Linked DNA regions of Mus musculus: regions 2, 3, 4, 5, 6 and 7 are each linked to region 1. The links are chromatin contacts, called in public HiChIP or PLAC-seq and promoter capture Hi-C maps. All regions are on one chromosome and are shown on one strand. Each heading gives the region's core, a stretch centred on a gene start, on an enhancer-like site or on the middle of the called end of the contact. The rest is flanking DNA. Distances are from core to core; before and after follow the strand shown. Region 1 holds the start of Tmed1 (transmembrane p24 trafficking protein 1). Region 2 holds the start of Epor (erythropoietin receptor). Region 3 holds the start of Fdx2 (ferredoxin 2). Region 4 holds the start of Raver1 (ribonucleoprotein, PTB-binding 1). Region 5 holds the start of Ccdc159 (coiled-coil domain containing 159). Region 6 holds the start of Pde4a (phosphodiesterase 4A, cAMP specific). Region 7 holds the start of Dock6 (dedicator of cytokinesis 6).

What was found. Promoter capture Hi-C pulls out the DNA fragments that hold promoters and counts their contacts. HiChIP or PLAC-seq counts read pairs in DNA pulled down with a chosen protein or histone mark.
Region 2: a promoter capture Hi-C map of embryonic stem cells shows a contact between it and region 1. The contact joins the promoter of Epor here to the promoter of Tmed1 in region 1. A contact is called at or near these places in 2 of 39 promoter capture datasets (embryonic stem cells and pre-B cells) and 1 of 9 other capture datasets (pancreatic islet).
Region 3: a promoter capture Hi-C map of liver shows a contact between it and region 1, with 2.1 times the contacts expected there. The contact joins the promoter of Fdx2 here to the promoter of Tmed1 in region 1. A contact is called at or near these places in 3 of 39 promoter capture datasets (liver and pre-B cells) and 2 of 9 other capture datasets (liver and pancreatic islet).
Region 4: a promoter capture Hi-C map of neural stem cells shows a contact between it and region 1. The contact joins the promoter of Raver1 here to the promoter of Tmed1 in region 1. A contact is called at or near these places in 3 of 39 promoter capture datasets (embryonic stem cells, neural stem cells and pre-B cells) and 1 of 484 Hi-C or Micro-C datasets (B cells).
Region 5: a promoter capture Hi-C map of liver shows a contact between it and region 1, with 4 times the contacts expected there. The contact joins the promoter of Ccdc159 here to the promoter of Tmed1 in region 1. A contact is called at or near these places in 4 of 39 promoter capture datasets (embryonic stem cells, hippocampal neurons, liver and 1 more), 1 of 115 datasets of contacts at active chromatin or transcription factors (pancreatic cancer cells) and 1 of 9 other capture datasets (macrophages).
Region 6: a contact with region 1 is called in a promoter capture Hi-C map of liver, with 4 times the contacts expected there. The contact joins the promoter of Pde4a here to the promoter of Tmed1 in region 1. A contact is called at or near these places in 5 of 39 promoter capture datasets (cranial neural crest, liver, macrophages and 1 more), 1 of 484 Hi-C or Micro-C datasets (embryonic stem cells), 3 of 115 datasets of contacts at active chromatin or transcription factors (bone marrow-derived macrophages, embryonic limb bud and pancreatic cancer cells) and 1 of 9 other capture datasets (liver).
Region 7: a contact with region 1 is called in a FOXA1 HiChIP or PLAC-seq map of pancreatic cancer cells. The contact joins the promoter of Dock6 here to the promoter of Tmed1 in region 1. A contact is called at or near these places in 3 of 39 promoter capture datasets (liver, neural stem cells and pre-B cells), 1 of 484 Hi-C or Micro-C datasets (embryonic stem cells) and 3 of 115 datasets of contacts at active chromatin or transcription factors (embryonic limb bud, embryonic stem cells and pancreatic cancer cells).

What each region holds. Positions count from the first base shown.
Region 1 is chr9:21,508,550-21,512,384 of GRCm38.p6, reverse strand. Tmed1 (transmembrane p24 trafficking protein 1) reads left to right here and starts at 2,151. Exons shown (of 4, transcript NM_010744.4): 1 at 2,151-2,391; 2 at 3,034-3,131; 3 at 3,271-3,454. The coding sequence starts at 2,209.
Region 2 is chr9:21,961,667-21,965,501 of GRCm38.p6, reverse strand. Epor (erythropoietin receptor) reads left to right here and starts at 1,926. Exons shown (of 8, transcript NM_010149.3): 1 at 1,926-2,185; 2 at 3,166-3,298; 3 at 3,636-3,811. The coding sequence starts at 2,071.
Region 3 is chr9:21,071,933-21,075,767 of GRCm38.p6, reverse strand. It overlaps Fdx2 (ferredoxin 2), which reads left to right and starts at 2,237. Exons shown (of 5, transcript NM_001039824.3): 1 at 2,237-2,379; 2 at 2,450-2,504; 3 at 2,587-2,693. The coding sequence starts at 2,262. It overlaps Raver1 (ribonucleoprotein, PTB-binding 1), which reads left to right. Exons shown (of 13, transcript NM_027911.4): 12 at 100-183; 13 at 272-1,610. The coding sequence ends at 418. Gm38431 (predicted gene, 38431) reads left to right here. Exons shown (of 17, transcript NR_038081.2): 12 at 100-183; 13 at 272-477; 14 at 2,450-2,504; 15 at 2,587-2,693. Mir7082 (microRNA 7082) reads left to right here and starts at 180; the gene lies at 180-271.
Region 4 is chr9:21,090,383-21,094,217 of GRCm38.p6, reverse strand. Raver1 (ribonucleoprotein, PTB-binding 1) reads left to right here and starts at 2,219. Exons shown (of 13, transcript NM_027911.4): 1 at 2,219-2,459. The coding sequence starts at 2,241. Gm38431 (predicted gene, 38431) reads left to right here and starts at 2,210. Exons shown (of 17, transcript NR_038081.2): 1 at 2,210-2,459.
Region 5 is chr9:21,925,487-21,929,321 of GRCm38.p6, reverse strand. Ccdc159 (coiled-coil domain containing 159) reads right to left here and starts at 1,851. Exons shown (of 13, transcript NM_025977.3): 1 at 1,594-1,851; 2 at 96-229; 3 at 1-14. The coding sequence starts at 1,604. It overlaps Tmem205 (transmembrane protein 205), which reads left to right and starts at 1,787. Exons shown (of 4, transcript NM_178577.5): 1 at 1,787-2,030; 2 at 2,965-3,073; 3 at 3,168-3,331. The coding sequence starts at 2,974.
Region 6 is chr9:21,164,011-21,167,845 of GRCm38.p6, reverse strand. It overlaps Pde4a (phosphodiesterase 4A, cAMP specific), which reads right to left and starts at 2,132. Exons shown (of 15, transcript NM_183408.3): 1 at 1,614-2,132. The coding sequence starts at 1,918. Gm36118 (a long non-coding RNA gene) reads left to right here and starts at 2,178. Exons shown (of 3, transcript XR_870565.1): 1 at 2,178-2,917.
Region 7 is chr9:21,851,032-21,854,866 of GRCm38.p6, reverse strand. It overlaps Dock6 (dedicator of cytokinesis 6), which reads left to right and starts at 2,232. Exons shown (of 50, transcript NM_177030.3): 1 at 2,232-2,322. The coding sequence starts at 2,279.

The DNA.
Region 1 (3,835 bases), core at 902-3,401:
TTTGGTTGGGTAAATGTACCACATTTTCATTAGCAAGTCAGCTGCTGATGGACGTGTAGGCTGTTTCTGTTTCTAGCATAGAAATTGTAGAGCAGCAGTGAACAAGGAGCAAGGGGTTTTCCCTCCTGGCTTTTGAGACAGGGTTTGTCTGTGTAGCCCTGGCTGCCCTGGAACTCAGTTTGTAGACCAGGAGGATGTCAAATGCGCTCGGAGCCTCCTTCCTGACTCTGGGCTGCTGAGCTCTCCATCATACCCAGCTGCCTGTTCATTTTGTGCCCTGCTACTTTGCTGCAAGTGTTTCTCACCTCAAGTTTCCTGGTGGGGTTTTTAAAGAGTCTTTTATGCATAAAGTCACAGTATCTGCAAATAGAAACTTTGTCTTTTTCCTTTCCTATTTGTGTCCATTTGGTATCTTTCTGGTATCTTTTTTTTTTTTTTTTAAGATTTATTTATTGTTATATGTATCTACACTATAGCTGTCTTCAGACACACCAGAAGAGGGAGTCAGATCTCATTACAGATGGTTGTGAGCCACCATGTGGTTGCTGGGATTTGAACTCAGGGCCTTCGGAAGAGCAGTCAGTGCTCTTAACCACTGAGCCATCTCACCAGCCCTCTGGTATCTTTTTACTCTAGCTAAGACATCAAGGACTACTGAGAGGTGGTGGCACATGCTTTTAATTCCAGTACTTGGGAGAGAGAGGCAGGCAGATTTCCATGAGTTCAAGGCCAGCCTGGTCTAGAGTTCCAGGATAGCCAGGGCTACAAAGAGAAACTGTTTAAAAAAAAAAAATAAAAGGACTTCAAGTACTTCAAGTACTATATTAAGCAGATATGGGGAGTGGACACCTTGTTTTATTCCTGATTGTGGAAATGTTCTGAGTTCTGTTTAGGCTGATGTTGGTTGCTGTAAATTACCTTTATTCTTTTGAGGTTTCTCTTTCTTTTTTTTTTTTTTTCCCCGAGACAGGGTTTCTCTGTGTATCCCTGGCTGTCCTATGTCCTGGCACTCACTCTGTAGACCAGGCTGGCCTCGAACTCAGAAATCCACCCGTCTCTGCCTCCTGCGTGCTGGGATTAAAGGCGTGCGCCACCACGCCCGGCTCAAGCTACTTTTCTTATATAGCTCATCCCCACCTGTCTAGGAAAGGTACCATCTACAGTGGGCTGGGTCTTCCAGCAACGTTGAAAATGCCCAACAGGCAATTCCTCAAGTGACACTCAACTTGCCAGATTATTTTGTCAAGTGAACAAGAGCTAAGCACACAGTGTTGTGTGTGTGTGTGTGTGTGTGTAGGTCAGAGGACAATTGCAGGAGTCAATTCTGACCTTCCACTATCGTAGCACATGGGGATTAAACTAAGGTCATTAGGTTTAGCAGCAAGCGCCTGTGTTCTCTGAGCCATTCAAAGCCCAAAATAGATTCCTTGATTTTTTTGCTGGTCTGGAACTATGTAGTTCCATACCAGTTCGAGAGGATGGCCTCGAACTCCTTCCACCTCCCGACTCAGCCTTTCAAGTACTGGAATACTGCATGTGTCAGCACAGATGCACGTGGACCTGCTGACCCAAAGGTTTGAGATGTATTGTACGCAGGCTGAGGCAGTATTCTACTCACCAACAAACATTCCACCACCCCCTTAGGGATGGTATAAGGTGTAAAGGAAAAGCAGTCGGGGGAGGCCATGCTCACTGAACTAACATCGCCAGAACTCCAATATTGGAATACTAGCACCTGGCATATCTGCCTGTCGCACCCGTCACACAAGTTGAGATCAGAATCCAACAAAGCCGCCGTCCTCGGAGGGCTACGCCTACACTTGATTGACCAATGGGCAAAAGCACCTTGAATTGGGGAAGGCAGAGAGCGGGCGGTGCCAAGGGAGGACCTGCAAACCTCCCCGTTTAGTCATCTTAATTGTTGCCTGTAAAGAAGTGCTTCACCATTTTTAGATTTGTCAGTGCCCCCACCAAATGCAGTGGTTGATATCAGACTTGGGTAGGTTTCACGAAGTTCGCAGTAGCGTTAGTATGCTTTCTAGCAGATTAGGCAATTACCAGGGCAGCTCCCCATCCTGGGGCCCTTCAGTCAGCATTCCGCGGCTTTGGGGTCGAACAGAAGCCGAAGCCAATGAGCTTTGCCGAAATAAGAGGTGGGCAGGACAAATCCTTAAAGGGTCCACGCCCCGTGAGTAGAGGGTGACCCGGATGATGGCGGCCGGCGCGGCCGTAGCACTGGCCCTGTGGCTACTCCTGCCAGCAGTAGGAGTGGGAGAGGCAGGGCCGCCGCCTATCCAGGACGGCGAGTTCACATTTCTGCTTCCCGCCGGGAGAAAGCAGTGTTTCTATCAGTCCGCACCGGCCAATGCTAGTCTTGAGACCGAGTACCAGGTGAGAGAGGGGGTCCCGGGCTCGGAATAGAGCAGGGCTGGGGGCGTGGCCAACAGGCGGGAGGGGCGGGGCAGAGGTGTGGCCAGAACGCTAATAGTCTTGCAGAGAAGGGGCATGCTCTGCTCAGAGCTCTTTGGGTTGGGTTCTAGGGAAGTTCCTGGCGGCTGTTGGGTAGGTTACGATTAAGTTAGCGGTCAGGTAGACAGCCACCTTAGACTACTCAAGGGCGTTGGCAGGGTGGTTGATAAAAGACCTCACGTGGATGTATCCATCTTAGGGACTGGGAAGAAACCTTGTAGGTGTGGATGGATGTTGGTCTTCAGATAGGCCCTTGGGGGAATCCAAATAGCTTGCTGGGTTAAAACAAAACAAAACAAAACAAAAACCGCTTGCTGCTAAACTACGACGACCCGAGTTTCCTAACTCTATGGTAGAAGTGCAGCTCTGACTAATCTCCCTCCACAGGCGCTACTCCTCTATCTCAAGCAAATACCTGGGATTTGTGGTTGTTCTTTTTTCTTCTTAAAGATAGGTTCTTGGTGATCTTACATGGGTCTTTCCCGGTTCGGTTTAACCCAGGCTTTCTGTGGCAGATAGGCTTGCACAAAGCTGCCAGTTCCCCAATTCTTACCTGCTCTTCAGGTGATCGGAGGTGCTGGGCTGGACGTGGACTTCACCTTGGAGAGCCCTCAGGGTGTGCTGTTGGTCAGTGAGTCTCGAAAGGCTGATGGGGTACACACGTGAGTGAAGTCCTGCCCTGCCTTGGTTCAGTTACAGCCCTGCAGCTCCCCAGTGGCCTCAGGTTACCATCCTACTGGTTCCACAGACCAGCTGGCTGGTCACTCCAGGGTCACGTCTATGTCTCATCTGTCTGCCCAGGGTGGAGCCTACTGAGGCCGGAGACTACAGGCTGTGCTTTGACAACTCCTTCAGCACCATCTCAGAAAAGCTTGTGTTCTTTGAGCTCATCTTTGACAGCTTCCAAGATGAGGAGGAGGTAGAAGGTTGGGCGGAGGCTGTGGAGCCAGAAGAGATGCTTGATGTCAAAATGGAAGACATCAAGGTGAGCTGGGTATGATGGTGCATGCTTAGAATCCCAGTTCTGAGGAGGCTGAGGCAGGATGCCAGTGAGTTCAAGACCAACCTTATTTACATAGCAAGCTCCCGTCTCACAAAACCAACAGAAAGGGCCGGGAATAATTGAGTTGGCAGAGCACTTACCTAGGACGCTCCCACAGCTGAGCCCCCACACCCAGCACTGCACACACTGGGTATGGTTCTCTTGGTCCTGAGGATCACAAGTTCAAGGTCATCCTTGGCTTGCACAGACTAGCAGAGTTTGGTGAAGTGGCTTGATAGGCAAAGGCAACTGCACCAAGCCTGGCTACCTGGGGTCGTCTGCCATGCACGTGTGCCCCAATCCCTCTTAAAAAGAAAAGTCTCA
Region 2 (3,835 bases), core at 677-3,176, 450 kb before region 1:
ACTTTTTTTTTAAGATTTATTTATTTTAAGGTTTATTTATTATTATATCTAAGTACACTGTAGCTGTCTTCAGACATACCGGAAGAGGGCATCAGATCTCATTACGGATGGTTGTGAGCCACCATGTGGCTGCTGGAATTTGAACTCAGGACCTTCGGAAGAGCAGTCAGAGCTCTTAACCACTGAGCTATCTCTCCAGCCCATTTGTAGCTGTCTTCAGACACACCAGAAGAGGAAGGGCATCAGATCCCATTACAGATGGTTGTGAGCCACCATGTGGTTGTTGGGAATTGAATTCAGGACCTTTGGAAGAGCAGTCAGTGCTCTTAACCGCTGAGCCATCTCTCCAGCCCAGTCCACCAACTGGGATCCAAACATTCAAATATATGAGCCTATAAAAGCCATTCTCATTTAAACCACTGTATCATAAATGTATGTATATATGAATGTATGTATGTATTCATCTATCTGCCTACCTATCTGTCCATGGGTGTGTCAATGCATGTATGCATATGTGAACATATACATACTTGTATCTGTGTATATGTGTATATCCATATATGTGTCTGTTCATGTATGTATGTATCCATGCATCTACCCATGTATGTATGTATGTACGTACTATGTACTTATGTATGTATATGTATGCATCCACCTATCTCTGTATTTGGGGGGTTCTGGGGATAAACCCAGGGTTTTCCACCTGCTAGGCAAGTGCTGTACCACTACCCGCCATTCAACTTTGTTTTTTTTATTTTTAAGTATAGAAAGCACAGGTCTGGGGCTGGTGAGATGGCTCAGGGGTAAGAGCACCCGACTGCTCTTCCAAAGGTCCGAAGTTCAAATCCCAGCAACCACATGGTAGCTTACAACCACCTGTAACAGAGATCTGATGCCCTCTTCTGGTGCGTCTGAAGACAGCTACAGTGTACTTACATATAATAAATAAATAAGTCTTAAAAAAAAAAAGAAAAGAAAGAAAGCACAGGTCTGTGATCTGAGCACTCAGAAGCTTGGGTCAGGAGGATTGCCACAGTTCCAAGACGGCCTGGGCTATTTAGTGACATCCTGCATGGAAGAAAGCAAGCAATACTGGAGCTGTAGAGTTGGCAGAGCCCTTGCTCAGTAAGGTGAAGCTCTGGGTTCCAGTCCCAGCACCACATAGGTGGTGCATGCCTGTCATCCCAACACCCAGGAAGTGAAAGCAGGAGGACCAGGAGTCTAACATCATCCTTAGTTATTCAGGGAGCTTGATGTCAGCTTGGGATACACTGTCTCCAAAACAATCAGGGCTGGTGAGACGGATGGCTCAGGTGAGCTGGCTCAGCTGGTCAAAGATTTTTCTGCCAATACTGAAGACCTCAGCTTAATACCAGGAGCACAAGGCAGGAGAGAGCTGACTCCCCAAGTTGTTCTGTGCTGTCCACAAGCATCCTGCTGCATTTGTGCATGCACACACATGCACACACACACAAATGTAATTTTAAAAATAGTAAATATTTCATATTCCCAAATCCGTGTAATTCATAAACAGAAAACACCATAGCACGTGTCTGTCACGCTACACAGCCTGATTCCACTCACACACCCAGTTGCTAGTTGTCTTTAGGATTCTTATTTTGAACTGAGCTGGGGAAGAGATACTGGCTGGAGCGAGAGCCTCTCTTCCATCTGTGGCCTGCCGGCTGCACAGCAGGCTGGATTCACAGATGCCCGGACTAGACCTAGACGGTGAAACAACATAAGTCACTTGTCCGTGACCACATTAGCAAAGCCACCCGAAACAAAACTCTGCTGTCTGCCCCACCCCCTACACTGGTTTAGGCAGTGGCTGTGCCCAAGAAGGCCCCTGTTCCCTTGGTGGCTGTAGCTTATCTGTCCCCAGCCTGCAAGCTGGCCCCGCCCCCTGGAAGGAGCTGCCACTTAGAAGCTCCTGGTCAGCTGTGTCCGGCAGCTGCTGCTGACCCAGCTGTGGACTAGGGGAAAGGGGAAAGAGGAAAGGGAAGGAGAGGTGGGGGGGACGAAACAGGGGCGCTGGAGCCCTGAGCTTCCTGAAGCTAGGGCTGCATCATGGACAAACTCAGGGTGCCCCTCTGGCCTCGGGTAGGCCCCCTCTGTCTCCTACTTGCTGGGGCAGCCTGGGCACCTTCACCCAGCCTCCCGGACCCCAAGTTTGAGAGCAAAGGTAAGAACTGTACATGGGCAATGCTGTGGTCTGAATTCCCAGCCCGAGTCCCAGGGGCTAAATGTCCCCTGAACCTCCAGATGGGGTCCTAGGGGCCAAACTGGTGTCTGAACTCGATGAGGCATCTCAGAGTCTCCTCGCCCTGGAGTGATGCTCAGGGCAGAGGCTTAAGATTGGTTGGTTTGTTTGTTTGTTTGTTTGTTTGTTTGTTTGTTTGAAGCAGGATCTCGCTAGACATTCCAGGATGTCCTGGAATTGCTAGGATGAAAGGCATGTGTCACTCGCCTGTACTGTTTCTGGTTTTGAGGCGGCGTCTGTGTAGCCAAAGCTGCCCTCAGACTCATTATGTAATTGAGGTTGAGCTTGAATTCCTGATTCTCCTGCCTCCACCTCCAGTTGCTGGGATGACCTGCAAGAGCCAACACATTCGGCTCTGTTTCGTGTTTTGAGGGAGTCTGGGATATGGTAGAAATGGCAAGGGTAAGGTAGTGCTAGGTCCGCTCTCCTGGGGGAGGGGATCGAGCTCCCAGAGACTGTGAAACAGACCCGCTGCAGACTGTAAACTCAGTTTGGCGGGCGGATGGTGCTAGGTCCTTTGGACGGCTTGCTAGGAGGAGGAAGGGGGCGGGGGACACGGTTGGCGCTATCGGGGGACAGCCGGGTGCCTGCGGGAACCGATAGGAGGCCGAGTTCTCTGCGCTCACACACACCCGCTAGGGCGGGGCGAACAGCGCTCAACTTGCAGGGTGAGTGGGCGTGCGCACGGAGGAGTAGAACAAGGCAGGCGGGGTCGCTACTCTTGGGAGTTCTGAGGCGCCACTTTTGCAAGACCCCTCGAAGGCCCTTTTGGAGAAGAGGGCGGGGCACTAAAATTATCGGATCTGCACAGGCGACAAGAGGGAGGGTAAGGGCACCGTGGAAGGCAGACCTGGGCTTCCCTGATCTCCCCCTCCCCCCGCCATGGCTATCCCCTTTTCTAGCGGCCCTGCTGGCATCCCGGGGCTCCGAAGAACTTCTGTGCTTCACCCAACGCTTGGAAGACTTGGTGTGTTTCTGGGAGGAAGCGGCGAGCTCCGGGATGGACTTCAACTACAGCTTCTCATACCAGCTCGAGTGAGTCCTCAGGACTGGGTGGCCTTAGGAGGGGTGGGTAGAGCAGAGCTTCCTGGATGGGCCTGGAGACTAGGTTAAGGGTGGGAAACTCCGGGAACGGAGGAGGGGATGGGGGTGGTGCGGATGGTGTGGAGGTCGCCCCTGGGTGGCCGGAGCTGGAATAATTCTTTTCCATCAATGGACTCAGGTATTACGTTGGAATTAGGGCACTACCATCGTGGTAGTCAAAAATGCTCTGGTCCCCACGATGTGGACCAAAGAAATCCGAAACTCTCCAATCACCTCCTGCCCTCCCTACTTGTTCAACCTTTTCTTCTTGGTTCCCCCGATCGCACAGGGGTGAGTCACGAAAGTCATGTAGCCTGCACCAGGCTCCCACCGTCCGCGGCTCCGTGCGTTTCTGGTGTTCACTGCCAACAGCGGACACATCGAGTTTTGTGCCGCTGGAGCTGCAGGTGACGGAGGCGTCCGGTTCTCCTCGCTATCACCGCATCATCCATATCAATGAAGTAGGTAGGTGAGAGGGGATGGGAGCGA
Region 3 (3,835 bases), core at 988-3,487, 440 kb after region 1:
AAGACAGATGAGAGACAGCTGGATTACCACCAGGCCTCAGTTCTGAGTTGCAGGCTAGGTGGCCTCAGGGTGACCTGCCCCACCTCTTTGACTCCCCAGGCTGTTGGTTCCTCTCCAATGGGCTCCAGTGAAGGGCTCCTGGGCCTGGGCCCTGGGCCCAATGGTCACAGTCACCTGCTGAAGGTACGGGCAGGAGGAGGGGAGGCACAGGGCTGGGCAACCCTGGCTCTGGGAGGCCACTGACCTGGCCCCCCTTGCTGTCTGTCTCCAGACCCCACTGGGTGGCCAGAAACGCAGTTTTTCCCACCTGCTGCCCTCACCTGAGCCCAGCCCAGAGGGCAGCTACGTGGGCCAGCACTCCCAGGGCCTCGGCGGCCACTACGCGGACTCCTACCTGAAGCGGAAGAGGATTTTCTAAGGGGTCGACACCAGAGATGCTCCAAGGGCCTGCACCAAGTTGCTTTTGGGTTTTTTCTGGTATTTGTGTTTTCTGGGATTTTATTTTTATTATTTTTTTTAATGTCCTTTCTTTGGGTAATAGAGAAATCTCTGCAAAAGACTTTGCTGACCAACCAGCTGGAGCTCAAGGAATGTGGGGTATCTGGGGCCACACCATTACCTGTGGGCTTGCTCCTGGAGCCAAACCCTGCAGCCTTAAGAGAGAGGGGCCTGACCTGCTCTCTTTCCCTCCCTAGCTCCAGGCCTCCTCTCCTGCCTCGTCACTCCTGTGTTCTGGCCTCTTGAGTGCCTTTGGAGGTGTCTCTGACCTGTGAGGATCAGAGACAGTCCCCGTTTTTAAACTTCGACAATTGACTTTTATTTCCTTTTCTAATTTTTATTATTTTTTAAAACAACCAGGATGATTATCACATCTACTCCCCCATCCGTCCAGAAAAGCCCCAAATTGATTCCTTCAGGGTCTGGCCTGCCCAGGCTCTATTCCACATGTGCAGGTTCCAACAGCTTAACCCTATTCTCTTCCCAGTCATCTGCTGCAGGTATAGCTGTCTCATGCCCCTGCCTGCCTATTCTGGCCAGTACCCTAAGCCCCAAGATCTCCAGCCCCTGCCCCAGTATCCTTGCCTTCTGATGCCTTAAAGTTGGGCCACAGGTCCTGCTGGGTCAGAGCCTCACAGATGCGGAGCTCCAAAAGCTCCGCTCAGGACCAAAGAGCTCTGGCCTAGGGTTCATCCTTTCTCCAGGTGTCTGCCCTGTGGACAGAAGGCTAAAGCCTTGATCTTGGCAAACCACCCCTTTTGCCCAAAGCCTGGATGCAGAGACCAGTATTTTCTGCTGGCTTCAACAGTCTCCCCTGCTGTCTGTGAAAGGTGACCATTGTACCCAGGCCACTGGGCCTCTACCATGTTCTTTCAAACCCAGGTCATTACCATCCCCAGGCTGGATCACTGGAGCAGGCCTCCTCTCTGTCCATGTGAGGGGGACCTAGGGGCTCTGCCCTTAGCCAGCTGAGCCACCACCAGCCTCCCTCCCCAAACATGATAACCCAAACCCACTCCAGTGGGTGTATCTCACCCCCTCACCCCACCCCCACCCCCTGCATAGACCTTTGCTGAATTAAAGTTTGTAAGTAAACGGTTTTAAAAAAAAAATCAGAGCTGGCTGGTTCTTGATATAAACCATGGGCCAGCAAACTAGCTCAGAATTCTGGTAACACAGACAGCCTGAGTTTTATCCCTCTGCCCCAAATGGTGGAAGGAGAGAACTGACTCCCGCAGATTGACCACTGACCTACACACATGTCACGGATGGGCTCATACACACAATCCCTAAAAATTTAAGTTGGGCTTGGAGGCCAGCCTGGTCTATATGAATTGCTTAGAGACTTAAGAATTTCTCAGTCTATAGAGATTCTGTCTCAAACAAAATTTAAATACTGGTTGCACATAACCGGTAATTCCAGCAAAGGAATTCGGAGATCAAGGCCAGACTAGGGGATCCTGTCTAAAAATTAGAGAACTCAGAGGTTGGTCCCAATTGCCGAACGTAGTTTTAGTTCCCAGCCCCACACTACCCATCAACTCTTCTGGGCTCCATAGGCACCCACTTGGTGCACATACGTACATATAAGCAGAACACATACAGTACGACCTAAGGGAAGAAATATCCAACCACAGGGCGAGGCCGGAAGTCCAGCTAGATCCCAGTGCATCACCTTTGACCTCACACGGCGCCCAAACGCTGCGTTTACTGTCGCTGAGGACGCGCAGAGCATGCTAGGTCTTCCGGTCACGTGGCCTATCATGGCCGCCTCCATGGCCCGGGGCGTGAGCGCCCGGGTCCTGTTACGGGCGGCCGGGGGATCTTGGGGACCCAGGGCCGGGCACGCGGCGGTAACATCTAGGACGTTCGGGACTACAGGTACATAGGGCTGGGCCGAGCCGCGGCGTGCAGCGAGGCCGCAGCCGCTCACCCACTCGTGTGTTTCCAGGCGAGCGGCGTGCTGGCGAGGAGGCGGCGGACAGCCCGGAGCTGCCCCGGGACGTGTGAGTGCCCCTCGTGCCACGCCCTGCCCCTCCCTGCCACTCCCTGCCTCCGGCTCAGCACCTGCACCCTGTTTGTCCCCAGGGTCAACGTGGTGTTCGTGGACCGCTCTGGCAAGCGGATCCCGGTGAGGGGCAAAGTCGGGGACAATGTTCTATACCTGGCCCAGCGCCACGGGGTGGACCTGGAAGGTAGGTCATATGAAACTAGGGAGATCCTTGGCATTCTTATACCTTTTTGTAATTTTGAGAGGTTTCCTATAGCTCAGGCTCGCCTCGAACTTACTATGTATCAGAGGATGACTTTGAACTGCTGACCCTCCTGGGACCTGGTGTGCACTACCACAATCCAATACTTTTGTTTAGGTGGTGTATGGGTGGGTCCGATCTCACTCTGTGAATCAGGCTGTCCAGGAACTTAAGTATGTAATCCCGGCTAGCCTCCAACTCATTGCAGTGAACCTACTGCCTCCACTTCCTGAGTCCTGAGACTACAGGCATGTGCTGCCTACCATATCACCAAATAGGTGGGATGGGAAGAACTGAGATGGAGTCCATGTTATTCAGGCTGTTCTGAAATCAGCTATATAACCAGGCTAGGCTCAAACTCACAATAGTGATGCCCCTGCCTCCACCTCTTTAGTGCCAAAATGGTTAAGACAGAGTCTCTGACTTACCCTTAAACCTGCTGGCTGATCATACTGCCTTAGCTTTCTCAGTTCTGAGAATACAGGTTGTCTCTACTGTTTTACCACCTTTGCGCTAACGCCAGTAAGATGGCAATAATGAAACTGGAAAGGTCGCCAGTGCTGAAGACTGCAGACGGCTTGTGAGAAGACCTGTGTTCTCTTCCTACCACCAGCTCTGTGCCAGGCAATTCACAGCCTTCTGTACCAGTAGTGCCGGGCACACTACCTCACCTCCATGGCACCTACTCACATGCACAACCCACACAGAGACACATGGAAACACTTAAAAATCTTTCTTTAAATTAACACTAAAATAAAACTAGGTTTTGGAGCAGCCCTTACTGAGCTGCTAGAATCTGTGCTCTCTTGGAAATTGTGGATTCTCCATGTTGACCCCCCATTCTCTAGTGCTGCCGCTGACTACCTTTTGGGGAGAGGTGGAACTGAAGCGGGATCACAGATGCACAGTGCTGTCCCTCACCACTCTCTTGCTGTTTTTCAGGCATCACAGCTCAGTCCTGTCCTAGCACCTCTGTGCTTATAATGTGAGAGGTGATTTCCCAGCAGATGACTTGGCTCCTCATTCTTCAGACTTGACAGCCTGGCATCCTTTCACCCAGCTTAAGCCTCCCGTGCCCATGTCTG
Region 4 (3,835 bases), core at 970-3,469, 420 kb after region 1:
CAAACCTCATACAAGAGATTTATGGGAAAACTACAAGAGAGTGGCTGCCTTTGCTCAGGAGACAGCAGCTAAGAGCTGAGTAGGAGACAGGCTTTATATAAAGAGGCTTTCCAGGATGTCTGCGGTTTGGTGGGATTCTATGGCCTGATCTTTGGACAATCTCGGGAATTGGTGGGATTCTATGGCCTGATCTTGGTGTTTTTTGTTTTTTTAAATCTCTGTTGTAGGTCAGGGCTTGGTTGTCTGGGGCAGGGCTTGGTTGTCTGGGGCAAGCACCTGGCCATTTAGACACCAGCGGTTAGAACCCACGTTTAGAGTAGCCAGGGGGGCAGGGCCTGGCCACGTGCACCTTGAGGGTTTTACAGCACACCTTGCAGTGCCAGGCCCAAGGCCATGAGCTCCAAAGCTCCGGCATGAGGGCACCAGGCATGGGGTACCTCATTACTTGTCAACCTAAACCACGACGGCACCTATCACTGCCAGGAAACTGGCCCAAGAACACCTTGCTCACAGTGACTGACATTCAAGGTAACGGAGGAACCTGTACGGTCTACAGGGGCAAGTTCAGCAGGAACCCAGGACACACATATGCACTTGGGTCTCTCTGTGCCGATCAAGGCCAGGATGGCCAACATCACTATGGGGGTGTTCATGCCCCTAGGGATGGTGACCACTGCAGTGGCGTCAGTGTACACCCTCAGGATGCAGAACCCGAGTGGCTGCTACCACTTGAGAAACAGAAGTACCTCTGTGTCTCTCAGCACACTGTCGTCCAAAGATACAGCCCAGGGTAAGTTGTCCTGAGACAGGGGAAGACCAAGGTCCAGACTGAGAGGAGGATTGGGCCGTATCAAGTTCCAGATCAATAAAACCTTCAAGGGCTGGAGAGATGGCTCAGTGGTTAAGAGCACTGACTGCTCTTCCAGAGGTCCTGAGTTCAATTCCCAGCAACCACATGGTGGCTCCCAACCATCTGTAATGAGATCCGATGCCGTCTTCTGGTGTGTCTGAAGAGAGTGACACACATTAAATGTACTCACATTAAAAAATATAAAAATAAATCTTTAAAATAAAACTTTCAGCATGATAGTGCACACCTTTAATCCCAGCTCTCTGGAGGCAGAGGCAGGTGGATCTCTGTGAGTTCAAGGCCAGCCTAGTCTACAGAGTAAGTTATTCCAGGACAGCCACAGAGAAACCCTGTCATGAAAGACAAACACACACACACATTAGCACTTGCCCATAGACTCCTGAAAGTAGTTTTCTGGTGCTAGAGAGATCCATGTCTGTCATTATAAACTGCTGATCTTTTCTTCCTTGTGTCTTTTGCCAGTTCCTTCCCCAGCTCCTGTTTAACTTTTTGCTTCCTGTGCTGTCTATCTCTACTACCCCTACCAAGTCTGCTGGAAATGAAACTCAGGGGTTGCCATGCTTAGCAGTTAGTCCTTTTTTTCTTTGTTTTTTGAAACCCTGACTTACTATGTAGACCAGGCTGCTTAGGCCTTCAGAGTGCTGAAAATAATGCCAGCATTTGTCGTTGTTATTTGGTTGTTTGTTTTTCTTTTTTGAATCAGGTTTATCTCAAACTTGAGTTGTATAGTAGGGAATGACTTTGAACTTCAAGTCCTGCAGCTTCCATTTTGGTTTTTCGAGACAGGATGTCTCTGTGTAGCCCTGGCTGTCCTGGAACTCACTCTGTAGACCAGGCTGGCCTCGAACTCAGAAATCCACCTACTTCTGCCTCCCAAGTGCTGGGATTTAAGGCGTGCGCCATCACTGCCTGGCAGCTTCCATTTCTAAAGTGCTGGAATTGCATGCGTACATCAGTACACCTAATTTTTGTCTGTCGTTTCATTTTCTCTTTTGAGACAGGATCCTCATGAATTTGATTTCCGTTGTAACTGTGGATGACATCATAAGATCTGCCTTCCCCTCTAAAGGGCTTAGATTACAGGTGTGTGCACCTGACCAACTCTTAAGGCGGTGTTAGGGATTCACGCCTGCCTATTCTCAATCCTGCCTTGTAAGGCGGCTCCATGTTGCAGCTCCGCCCTTTTATTCAATGGCCCAGAGTCAGGGGAAGGGGGCAACGCTCGCGGGGCTGGTTCTAGCCAATACGCTGAAAGGGGCCGGGAGAGAGGCGGGGCTTCCACCAACCAATCACTACACGCGACCTCCTTGCCGCTCTATGTCGCTCCGCCCTGAGCTCGCTGGTCCCAGAAGGCGCCGGGTTTCCCAAGATGGCGGCCGACGTGTCCGTTACTCACCGGCCGCCGCTGAGCCCAGAGGCGGAGGCCGAAGCGGAAACTCCCGAGACCGTCGATCGCCGGGCGCCCGAACAAGAGTTGCCGCCGCTCGATCCGGAAGAGATCCGGAAACGCCTGGAACACACTGAGCGCCAGTTCCGTAACCGCCGCAAGATACTGATCCGAGGCCTCCCGGGGGACGTGACCAACCAGGTATGGGGGGTGGGGGTGAGAGCGTGGCGGGAAACACCACGGTGCGCGTGCGCGCGCACGCGGGCGGGGGGGTGGAAACCGGGCGGTACCAACGCTGCTGTGAGTGGGGGCTCTCCCCAGTGTCATATCCTCTCCCAGGGTCGTGAAACATTAAGAACGAAGTGGAAAGGGCATGGTTAGGAAAAAGAAAAAAAAGAAAACACTTTAAAGTGCTGGTCGACGTTGCTAGGGGCGACCATCGGACTTGGGAGAGGCCAAGTGGTTGAAGGTTGCAGGTAGTTGGAAGGGGCAGGCAGCTGTGGCCCTGCTGAAATATGTACGGGAGACTGTGAATAGATTGATTGAAATAGATTCCAACTGACCCATGCATATTCAGAGGGTTGTTTCCCTCCTCTGCCTTCGGGTGACAGGAGCTCAAATCTGGAAGTTTCAGAATTAAGAGCATGGCTTTTCTTATCAAGCATAATCGACACCTTTTAGAGGTAGACCCGGAAGTTGGAGCTGCATCCCTCAATGCCTACTAGAATTGATTTGGGAAAATGAAGTCTCCTTTCGACATGAACATGCCGCGGTGGGGGGCGGGGGTTGTATTCTGTGGCACTTCCCTGTGGCTAATCTTGTCTGCCGGGACTGCCCTTCTATTGGGAACCCATGTAGAGCAGGGTGTGCAATGCTCTTTGGACCCAAGAAAGTGGTATCTCTGTTGCCCTGCCCGGTGGTGGTGGGATAGGCCCTTTCTGATTGCTGCTAAATTGTCTGCTCACTGGCTCACCCTAGTACCCCCTGCTCTATAGGCACATGGCTAGTGAAGCTGCAGAGGTGTTGGGGAACACAATAAAGGACCAGACAAGGAATAGACACTTGTGTGCATGGTGTCCTGCATATCTGGAACTGCCAGCCCTATCTCCTTGGGCTCATACACAGGTCATTTGGTGCAAGGAAGCCAGGCAACTTGCCCTGGAAGCCAGCATTCAAAACAGCAGCCCTGTCAACATGAGGGAGTTTGGGTGGCCCCTGCACCCACACAGTGTAGGGTCAGATAAGTGAGTGGGGTCCCTGGTCAGGTAGCATGCCCCCTGTTGTCATGACAGCCCTGGCCAGGTACCCCTGGGTAGCATGCCCCCTGTTGTCATGATAGTTTGTGTGTTTCACTTCTTACAGCCTCAGCTGTTTTCCTCTTGGAGAAAATGGCTTCATAATTAGCTGTGGACCGGTTTCAACCTTGCACAGGGGAATCAGACAAGTTGGGCAGCCTCCTTGAAGGTGTGCAGTTTGAGTTGTTGGTGTTCCTAGCATGTAATCTGCAGTCTTGCCCTGCACAAGATAGATTGTAGAAGATAGCTGTATGGACAAACAGCTATTCATTTATCTGCTTG
Region 5 (3,835 bases), core at 602-3,101, 420 kb before region 1:
GTCTGAGGAGGGCCCTAGGGGGACAAAGGTTTCCTTCAGGGACAAGTGAAAGCCACTTGTAATTGTCAGCCCCTCCCAGGCCTCCAAATGTCTACCAGGCTCTCCAGGAGGTGGTGAGTACTGGCTCCTCTCCTTAGCAGCCCAAGATGTGATGGCGAGTAACGGAGGTGTGCAGAGATGAGAAACACAGTCGTCAGAGTCCCGGGATAGGCCAGCCAAAAGAGAGTCACTGCAAAGGGGGCATGGGAGGAGCTCTGAGCCCACTAACTCCCCATCCTTTTGGTTTTAGCTATGTATTGTTTTGAAACAGTCTCATGTAGCCCAGGCTAGCCTCCAACTCATTATGTAACCAAGAATGATCTTGAACAGCTGATTCTCCATCTTCTACCTCCCCGGTGGCTAGGACGACAGGCGTGTGTCACTGCATCCCGTTTACACAGTGCTGGGGTGGAACCCAGCTGCACGCTAGGCAGGTGCTTTGCCAACTAAGAACCAGCCCCAGACACCTGATCTCTTTAGTGTTTCCCCAAAGAGACTCCTCAGAGATGTTCCAGCCAGAATCTCCTCAGTATTGGCAGAAGTGAAAGTCAGAGGAGAGGTAAACCCAAACGGATGCCCAGTGACCAGCTTAAAGGTGGGAAGAGAAAACCAACTGCGTAAAGTTGTCCTCTGCCGTGCGTGCCATGACACACGCACTCGTAAGACATGTCTCATGCACAACAAGGATAACAAGGCTTTATATTTAAAAAGGGGACAGAAAGTAGTCACATGCCTTTAATCCCAGCACTCAGGAGGCAAAGGCAGGCAAATCTCTCTGAGTTCGAGGCCAGCCTGGTCCACTTAGTGAGTCTCAGTCAAGTCAGGGCAAGAGACCCTGTCACAAAAACCTTAAAAAAAAAAATGGCTTGAGAGTTGGTTTAGCTGCTTTTCCTGAGTACCCAGGTTCAATTCCCAGCACCCATAGGGTGACTCACAACCGTCTGTGTCTCCAGTCCCAGAGGATTTGATGCCCTCTTCTGACCTCTACAGGCACTAGATTCGAAAGCAGTGCCCAGACATATATACAAGCAAATCGTTAATACACATAAAAATTTTTTTAAATCTGAAACAAACAAAACACATAAAGGACAGGATGTGGTAGTTCAGCCCTTTTAATCCCAGAACTCAGGGGGTCCCTGAGTTCCAAGCCAGCCTAGTCTACAAAGCTAGTTCCAGGCCAGCCATGGCTACACAGTGAGAATCTATCTGGGAGGGGAAAAAATTATATATACTATATTGGGCTGCCCTGATTACACAGATTTAGTCCAATGCTTGTAAATGAAATTTGTTCTAGAATGTCACCTGAGGACCACAGATACCCTCGAAGATTAGAGCGGGAAAGGAAAGACACATTTCTGAGCGTCACCACCAGAAGGTCCCCAACCTTGCCTGCCCTCCCCACAACCCCAATTGAATCTTCAGCTGTCCCCTTCTCCAGAAAAATTTTCGAGCTTGGAAGCTTAACCATTGCTATTAGTCCTAACCCCTTGTTCTGTCAATCTAACACCCTTCCAGTCTCCCCATTCTCTTCCATTCCCACCTACTACAGCATACCACCCGTTCATGCTCTCCCATCAGGGACCACGAAGCCAGTCCCCAGCTGTGACGCTGAAGTTTTGATCCCCTGAGGACACCATCGTTGGAAAACGAGGGGAGGCCAAAGGTGGAGTCACAGAGAAGGGCGTGGTCCTCCCATAAGCCACGCCCGTTCACTCCGCTCAGGCGCGGAGCTCATTGGCGCCTGCGCATCTTCGGTGAGACTGGATGAAGTCCGGAGAGGCGAGATGGCCAGTTGATTCCCGCAAGCCAACTGGGCAATCCCTAAGTGGGAGAGTCCAGAGGAGTGAGAGCTGTGATCTCATTGGCTCTGGCTGGGAGGTGGGGCGAGGCCTGCGGGGCGGAAGAAAACCTGGGAAATCTCAGGCAAGCCGGAGCTGCACTGGAGCTGCCACGGTTCTTGGTCCCTACGCCTGAGCTCGTGTGCTCCAACGGTGGGGTCAGATGGGGCTCCGGGGGTGTTTTGGGATGTTCTTAGAATATCTCGGGTTCCGGATGAGGGCTCTTAGATGTCTGCAGAGCTAGGGTAATCCCTGAAAACCTAAGTATGTGAACTTGAGCTGCTGGGATTCAAGCTTTTGGGGTGCAGTGGACATTGTGGTTTAGAGAGAGTCTTTTGTTCTAGAATTTTGGTTTTGAGACAAGGTCTCATGTATCTCTGGTTGGCTTCCAACTCCTGCCCCTCCTGTTTCTACTTTTGTGCTGGAATGACAGACTAGAACCAGAACCTGTTTTATGCAGAACTGGAGACGGAACGCGAGGCTTCCTGCACGTGAGGCAAACGCTCTGCCCGCTGAGCCATTTGCTCAGCTGGACCTGAGATGTTTGCTTGCTTCCTTATTTTGAGAGAGTCTCACAGTATGTCAGGCAGTCCTCAAACTCAGTGATTTTCCTGCATCACCCTCTGATATGTTGGGGTTACAACTGTGAATCACCAGGCCAGTTTCTACGTCTTTAAAGGCTTTTTGGAATTGAGGAATCTTTTTCTAACTTTGAGCTAGAAAAGTGGCAACTCCCCTGTCTCCGTCTTCCAAGTGTTGGGGATTTACAGGTACAAGCCTTCATGTTGGGTGATATTATTTACTTATTATTATTACTATTATTTTGCAAGTATGGAGGATAGCATGTAAGGCCAGCACCAACAAAGTCCCTGACCGCAAAGCCACGATTCCAGCCCCAAGCCTGAGCCCAGATCGACTGGTTGGGCTTGAGATTGTCTAGGGTCTACTTTGGGTCTTCCAACTGCCATTTCCAGGCTGTTTTCTCTCATCTTTGCACCAGTGTGAGGCTGGCCCTATGCACTCTCTGCCAAGGCCTCAAAGCTCGGGGGTCGAAGGTTAAGCTGAGTCACCACTGTTTCCTTCCCAGGGCTGCAGAATGGAAAAAGGAGAGGACCCGGGAAGTCTGATTAAAGTCATCCACTTGCTGGTCTTGTCTGGTGCCTGGGGCATGCAGGTGTGGGTGACCTTTATCTCAGGTAGGGACCCTCCAACCTGTTATTTAGAGTGAGGACTGAGTAGGAGGGGGACCCGGAAGCAACCTAACGGTGTTTGTGGCCCTCCACCTCCCAGGCTTCCTGCTTTTTCGGAGCCTCCCGCGGCACACATTTGGACTGGTGCAGAGCAAGGTCTTCCCAGTCTATTTTCACGTCTCCTTGGGCTGTGCCTTCATCAACCTCTGCATCTTGGCACCACAGCGAGCCTGGATTCACCTCACACTGTGGGAAGTCAGTCAGGTATGAGGATTTGAGAGTCCTCAAGACTCCAGTGAACACTTAAGGAGATTTGTGTTATTTCAGTGTGTGTGTGTGTGTGTACATTCATGTGCACATGTGTACAATCTTATATAGAAAGACCAGGGGTTGGGGTGGGAGATTAAAAAAAAAAAAGAAAGAAAGACCAGGGATTGATGATAGGTGTCTCCCTCTAACATTCTCATATATAGATATAGATATACACACACACACTTTTAAGACAGGCTTTCTCCGTGTTACCTTGGCTATCCTAGAATTTACTCCCCAGCCCTTTATCTGATGCAGTTTTCACAGTGCTGGGATACCTAGAGCCTTGCACATGCTAGGTTTGCATTCTGTAGACCAGAATGGCCATGAACTCAGAGATCAGCCTGCCTCTGCCTCCTGAGTGCTGGGAGTAAATGTATGTGCTGCCACCATCTGGCTTATTTATTTATTTATTTATTTATTTTTGTTCTTCTGAGACAGGGTCTTTCTACAGAGCCC
Region 6 (3,835 bases), core at 883-3,382, 340 kb after region 1:
GTGAGGTTTGCTTTTTTTTTTTTTAACAGCTTCTCTCTACTAGTTCCCTCTGGTGGTGGGGGGGGGGGGGGACAGGATCTCAGGAGCCTGACACTTGCTTCCTGGTAGGGACTCAAGCTGCTGGGACTGAGGAGTACTAAAGGAAGGGGTGTCCTTGGAGTGCTGGAGTGCTGTAGGAACTGGGGGGGGGCTCCCCAGAAAGATGTAGGTAGACTGCAGTAATAGTCTAAGGGGGCCTGTTTTAGGACTCAGGCAATAGGCAGTTGTGAGTGAATGTAGGAAGTCCATCACCCCGGGGCCTGGTGAACTCAGTCAGAGCCCCGAGGCTCCACTTACAGTGGCTGTGATCACTGGGACTATCTATGTCAAGAAGACACTGGTAATTAAGGTACACAGGGCAGATGATGCATGGCTTATCGGCCAGAGTAATGACTGTTAGAGCTGCCACTAGATAGAGGTGACAGCATGACTGAGCTGGGTAAAGTGGTGCGCATCTGCCATCTCAGCCCTTAGGAAGCCAAAGCAGGACCGTCACAAGTTCAAGGCCAGCCTCGGCTGACCACAAGAGTGGTCACATTGTCTCACAGGGCCTCAGGGAAGGTTGGCACATATAACAGCCCCAAAGCTCTGAGTCTGTGGAACATATCCTGCCAGCAAGGAGGTGTCCCCTGGAACATGGAAACTGTCGATCTGCTGTCCTTGAAGCAAACAGTCACTATGCCACATTAACCATGGTCCCACAAGGACACAGTTACTCTGTCACCACCACAGACACTATGGCAGAGCCAGCCATCACTGTCATCATGTCACAACTGCACTCTGTGGAGTACAGATACAGCCATGCTGTTACAGCTCTGTGACAGACACCAACATAGTCACCCTGGGACAGTTACAGAAGCCCAGAAGCACAATGCCACTGTCACAATCACTGTCTTCATAGCAGAGTTAGGCAGAGCCCCAAGTACAGGCAGCCCCAGCCTGTCACACACAACTGAAGACCCCTCCCTGAGGCTACCATGGCAGGAATCCCAGCTACTCTACACACCTTCATCTGTCACTTCAGAAAGGTGGGAATTCTTCTTTGATGGGACCTCACATGCCCTTGGCACAGGTCCATGGGGCACCTTGGGGTGCCATGAAGCCCTAACTGCCTGGCTAGGGCTTGTTCCAAGTCATAATACAGCCTGGACTAACACCAGCTACTGTAGGGCTGCCCTGATCCAATTCTCCACCCACTAGCGTCTAGTGTGCTACCCCATGGGAAGTATCCAGCGTGGTTCTTCAGTCACCCCTTATCGAATGTTCCCTAGGACACCCCACAATTAGTCCAGCCTCAGTCAGTCTCTCCAAGAGGTACTCCCATTCCAGCAGCTGCTCTGTACCATTACTGGCTAAGCTTGTAGAGAGCCCTAAAACAGCATGGATCCCCCCGACCCTCAACTTTACCCTGGGTATCCCATAAGTTAAAGGGCTTCTGGTGCAGTGGCGCCCCCTCTCTCCACCCACGCGGGTCACGCTGGCCCCCCCATCCGCCCCACAGCGCCCCCTTTGGCCAGCATTGCGCGTGGCGCCCCTCGAGCGCTTGTGCGCTCCGCTCGCCGGGGGAGTCTCACCGCCTACTGCTGCCTCCGCCGGTACCGGTGCCGTGGAAGGACGAGGGCCAGGACATGCGGGTAGTCCGCAGGCCTGGCCGGTCGCCAGTGTCCACGGCGTCGGCGCGCTCTATGGGCCGGTGCGGCGAGCGCTCTGGCTCTGAGCGCTCGGCACTGTCCGAGTAGCCGCGCTGCTGGATGCGGATCGGGGTCCTCGGCTGCCGCCACAGGTGCTGGGGGGGCGGCTTCAGGGTGGCCTGGCCCTCTCGGGGCCCGGGAAGAGAGAGAGACAGGCTCCTCTCCGAGGGGGCGGCCGGAGGCTCCATGGCTCCCGCTCTGTCTTGTGGGGTGCCCGGGGGCAAAAACGTCCCCTGGCCTGTCCGAGCTCAGTGGCGCCACGGCCGAGGTGCTTGGGGACCCACGGGAGCTCCTGGCCTCAGTGGGGCCATGGCGCCCAAGGACGGAGAACGCGGACGGCGGCGGCGCCGGTGTCCTCCTGGCGCTTGGAGCCCGCTGCGCTCTCGGAACCCGGCGCCAGCCGCGACTCCCCGCCCCGGCCCGCCCCTCCCTGCCCCCCCACCCGCCCGCCCGCCTGGCGACTGTCACAGCGCCACCCCCTCCTCCTCCAAGGAGAGGAGGGTGGCGGTCCTCCACACCCACGCACAACCCATTCCCGCCGGGGAGGGGGCGCCAACGCGCGCCAATCTCCAAGAGCCCTTTGGAGCAGCAAACAACGCACAGGGACCGAAGAGTTAAAGGGTTAATGGCATCGGGACGAAGACATCCGACTGGTTGGCGGGGTGTCACTCAGCCGCATCCATCAAGGCTAGGGCGGAGTCAGGGGCTGTCGTATCCTCGTTTTTAGAACCCCTGTCACCCTTTATCCCAGGTCCCCTTTTGCGGGAGTGGTCCTCGTGCCACCAGGACGCGGTGTCTGCAAGCTAACAGTATTGCACGCAGGACCAATGACAGCGTGTGGCTCCTCCACCGCCTGGCGGGATGTGAGCGCACGTGGCCCCTTCCGAGGGTTGTCTATGTTTTCGATGACGCCTGGAAGTGTGTGCGCGCACGTGGTGACTGCTCCCGCTGCTGCTGTCGGGGGGGTGTAAGAAGGCGCGCGCACGTGTACGACCCGTCGGGAGGGCGGAGCGTCCCGTGGGGTCTGTTCCGGTGGCCCAGGACTGTGCACACCTTCCCACGCACTCCGGCGCTGTATTGTCATTATAATGGGAGGATGCTGGTGCGAGTTGTGCACGTGATTCTTCCTCAGTTGTCTGTGACTGAGGACGCATGTTGGTGTATGGTCGGCCTGGAGGCATCTGGAGGTATGGGAGTGTGTCCCTTTGGGTCCCCCTGTGACTAATATATAGGTATCGCTACCTCTTATCTTTCAGAATTTTTAAATTACATTATTTGTGTGTGTGTGTGTGTGTGTGTGTGTGTGTGTGTGTGTGTATGGGAACTCGAGTCTCCCACTTCATCATCCAAATGCTACATATCTCAACTACTGCAGCAAGATTTGGTCCAGCTGTGCACCCTCAGTCCTTGCGAATACCCATTAGATGCCGAGGATAGGAGAGGACAGAGGACATTCTGCAGAAGTCAGTTCTCTCCTAACGATTCCCTAGTGGGCCTTGGGAATCGAATTCAAATAGGCAAGCTTGGAGGCAAACGCCCTTACCCACTGAGAATCCCGCTGGCCCAATCGCCGCCCCCTCTTCTTTTAATTTTTAAAGACTTTAAGCTGTTCTTCGAAAGGTAAACTGAGGCAGGTGGGAGGGGTAGCTGGGATAGGAGAGCATTGGAGGGTGAAACCCACCCCTGACGTTTTCAGGCGAGTAAACAATCGGAGCCTTTTCCCCGCGTCCCCCGCCCTCAGAACCCCCCTTCCGGCACCTAAATCCGGAGTTGCCGTGACTCACGCTCCCGCCTCCCTCAGCGCCGTGCCGAGCGAACGAGCAAAGAGCGAGTGGGAATCCGAGCGAGTCGCCATCCCTCCTCCCGGCTCTGGCTGAGCCCCGATGGCTGCTGGGCTGGGGGGTGGAGTGCTGTGTGCCCTCCCGTTTCTCACTTCCCTCCCAGGCTAGATCGCTGCTCAGGTGCTGCAATGTCCCTTGGCCCAAGCCCTCGCCCCCTACATCACCTCTCCTGGTCGTCTAGGGGGACAAGCCTTGTATTCTTGCCCCCACCCCCGTTCTTATTAACACACAGGCAATTGAACCTTTCCCAATTTCCAACTTCCT
Region 7 (3,835 bases), core at 983-3,482, 340 kb before region 1:
AGAGAAAAATCAAGGCTCCGAGAGGTTGAGAAATTGATCTATAGGTCACACAGCCAGGCCTGGATTGGAACCCAACATCTTTCTTTTGGGGGTGTGCATCAAGCTCTTTGTGTCCAATTTTTAATCTGACACAGATACATTGAGTCCAGACCTTAACTCTGATATGGATACATTTTAAATCTGACATGGATACATTATGTAAGTAGGGCAAGTCTTGGGGTTTCTCAAGTAAAAGAGAGCATGCTAGCTAGCACTCACAAGCAGAGGGTAGGGGATGAACCCACAGTCAGTGAAAGGTCCTGGAATAAGCGTAGGCCACATCCTAGTGTTTCAAAGGAATATTTAGGGGTCGGAAGCAGGAGGACAGTTGGGCTGAAGTCCAAGAGGGAGGCTATGAGGACAGAGTGGTAACAGGGCAGTTTATGCAAGGCCTGGAGGGATGGACTATGACCCAAGTGAGGTGGGCCACGGAGGCTCTGCACAAGGAAGGATAGGTGAGACACAGATGCCGCCAAGACAGTGCACAATGGAAGCATCAGGAAGGATCCAGCTCCATGTTCCCTACCTGGCCTCAGAGGAAGAGGCAGGGACCTGAGTAACACTGAGTGTGGCCCAGCACAGTCGTGGGTGGAGTTATATTCTGCATCTCCCAGGCAGAAGCCACTGGACCACGCTGAGTAGGTGCGTGGGCTCCTGACAGCTGTGTACACAGATCAAGAGCAGATGGATACCTAGGGGGTTCCCCTACCATCTAGGTCTCCTTCCTGTGCCTTCAGAAGCTGATACAGATTTGCTGGGCAACTGGGGCAAGTCACCCTGCCCTCTGGCTCCAATTTCATCCTCTGTAGATGGGGCTCCTGCTAGCATCCATCCATAGGTGGGATAACGAGCAGCACTCAAAAAAGCTCTGAGGCAGACATGTCCTGTGCTGCACAGCTGCCTACCCTACCAAGACTGTTTTGACCGTGACTGCTCAGAGGGCTGAAGCTACTCAGGAGAAGGTGTGGAGGCAGCAGACAATTGGCATATCCAAAGATGAGCCAGGACTGAAAAAATTCTAGGAAACTGTTATTGGGAAAGGAGCTGTTGGGAAGATATTTAAGGCCACAAATTAATGAAGACATCCTACAACTTCAGGTAATCAGAAACTTCCGGACTGGCTCGCTCAGGTATCGATACTGGCTTTCTGAGTCACACCTCCTAGAGTGACACCCCTGAGCTTAGCTGGACTCATCCACCTCTCTACTGCAACCCAGAGACTGGCAGGAAGTCCCTTGAGCACCTTTTGAGGCCTACTATGTAAAAGCCTCCACACTGCTAGGCTTCAGTTAACCCACTTGTCAGTAGTGGAAAACAACAGTTCTTCCCACCTATGTCCATTGAGCGACTATAAACAAAACCTTAGTAATTATTGTGTGACATTGATGTTGTTTTTTAGGCAGCGTGCCTCCGGGACTAGTGAGGACCTAACTTTTTTGTTTGTTTGTTTGTTTTGTTTTGTGTTGTTTTTTCGAGACAGGGTTTCTCTGTGTAGCCCTGGCTGTCTTGGAACTCACTCTGTAGACCAGGCTGGCCTCGAACTCAGAAATTAGCCTGCCTCTGCCTCCTAAGTGCTGGGATTAAAGGCATGAGCCACCACTGCCCGGCTGACCTAACAGGTTTTGATGTTCCGTATTTTTTCTTCCCAGCCCAACAGAAGACTCAGTTTCCCCATCTTGACCCCAGTGGGAGGGGAACACTCCCTTCCATGCCCTGCCCCTGCTCCACACCCACCCCATGCCCTGCTCTGCCTGGTCCCCAGCTCCCTAGCCCATCGCAGAGATGAGCCACTCACAACGTCCCGCCCATCAAGGACCGTCCCTCATAAGCCACGCCCACAAAGATCCTCATCTCTCCAGCCTTGTCCCGGTCCCTATCCTAGAGCAGCGACATCCCAGATCACAGCCTGCTCCATCCTCCTGTCAGCGCTGTCTCCTCCCCATCCCCAGTATTTCTGTCCCACTCTCAATGCTGGCCCCACGGCATCCCAGAAAAGGCTCCGCCCTATCTAGGGAAAGCCCCGCCCCCTCCAGAGAAGGCTCCTCCCCATCCTAGAGTTGGCCCGGCCTCGCCACCACGCCCCGAGAAGACCCCGCGTCATTCCCGTCTTGGTTCCGCGGCTGGGGCGGGTCGAAGTGCAGGCCCCGCCCCATCAGCACAGGCCCCGCCTCTCCCGCGCGCCTGCTCCGCCCAGCCCGGCTGCCCAGACTCGGGAGGCTGCGGCGGGACGCGGGGCGTCATGGCGGCCTCGGAGCGCCGCGCCTTCGCTCACAAGATCAACAGGTAGTGAGAGCGGCCGCGGTCACGGCCACTCTGGGCGGGACGGGCGAGTGCTGGAGATGGCGGGCAGCGGGGGCGTGCCGGGCTCCCCGAGGACTTCCCGGAGGAGGAAGCGCATCCCGGGTCCGTGCGGGCCGGGCTCCGAGAGTGCTAGGCTGCATTCGGACCCTCTTGCCGTCCTTCCCTTCACCAGCCTGGGGAAATTCGCACCCCTCCCCCGCCCAGGGTCCCGGGACCCAGCTGTCTGGAGCTGGGGACAGCTGGGGATAGCCCCTCAGTCTCCTGCCCCAGCCTCTCCCAGCACCGGCTGGGCGTGGGAGGGGGCCGAGGGGGCTGGGGACTGAACCAGCTGGTGGGCAGACAGGGGAGGGACAGGCAACAGATGCTGGGGGATCCCCTTCCATGGACACTGGATTGTGAGAGAGGCTCAAATCTGGGGTAGGTTAGAAATCATCCCAGGTAAATCATCCCAGGTATCCGATCCTCTGGAGACCTGTCTGACCACCTTAGGTGAGAGAAGCCACTCTGTGGGTCCCACCCTGATGGAGACACAAGAAAGTTGCCCCATTCTTGGATTTCGCTCTGGTGGGACAAACATAGATGTGTCCGTGGTATGGTGTGGATGCATAAGACAGGAAAGGGAGGATAGGGTCTCAATGGTAGGCCAGGTAGAGTTAAGCACAGACCTAAAGGAGCGAAGGAAGAGATCTGCCCATCATCCAGGAAAGAAGCAAATGCAAAGGCCCTGGGGCCACAGAGGGACCAATAGGAATAGATTTTATAGGGCCTACGCCTTGTAGGCCAGAAGGACTTTGACTGTGACCCCAAGTGAAGTGAGAGCCACAGAGAGTTCTGGATAGAGGAGGGTTGTGATCTGGGGCAGAGCAGTTGGGCAGTTTTCTGTTTGTTGTCTTGCCTCCTAAGTCCTTATGCCTTTAGCTCAGGTGGGAAAGATGTGCAGAATGATCCTGGGCCTTGATGTAGTGAGGGAGCCCAAGATTTCCCAAGCAGCCTGGTAGATAAATAGATGCTTCTGCACATTCACCTACCTATTGAGTTCTCCCACAACCCCAGATGAACCTGCAACTGAATGGAGTCTTGGTTTTACTTTGTTGTGTTTTGTTAGTCTGGGATGGGGTCACGTAGCCCATGCTGACCTCAGATGCACTATGTAGCCAAGACCGGCCATGAACTCCTGGCCCCCCCTGCCACACTCAGTTTCCATGGTAACCACATCTACAGCACCTTGCTTTTGTGTTTGCTTTATTTTGAGAAAGGTTCTCACCCTATCCTAGCATTCACTTACTGTGTGTACATGTGTATACCACTCTCGTTGTGTGTGTGTGTGTGTGTGTGTGTGTGACAGGATGCTTGTAGGAAGGAGCCTTTTCTTTCCACTTGGTTTCCTGGGATTATACTCAGGAGGCTCAGCAGCAAGTTGCTCCTGAGCCATCTTGCCAGCCTCCCTCTATTTTCATTTTTGAGGCAGGCTCACTCAACTGGGATCTGGAGCTCC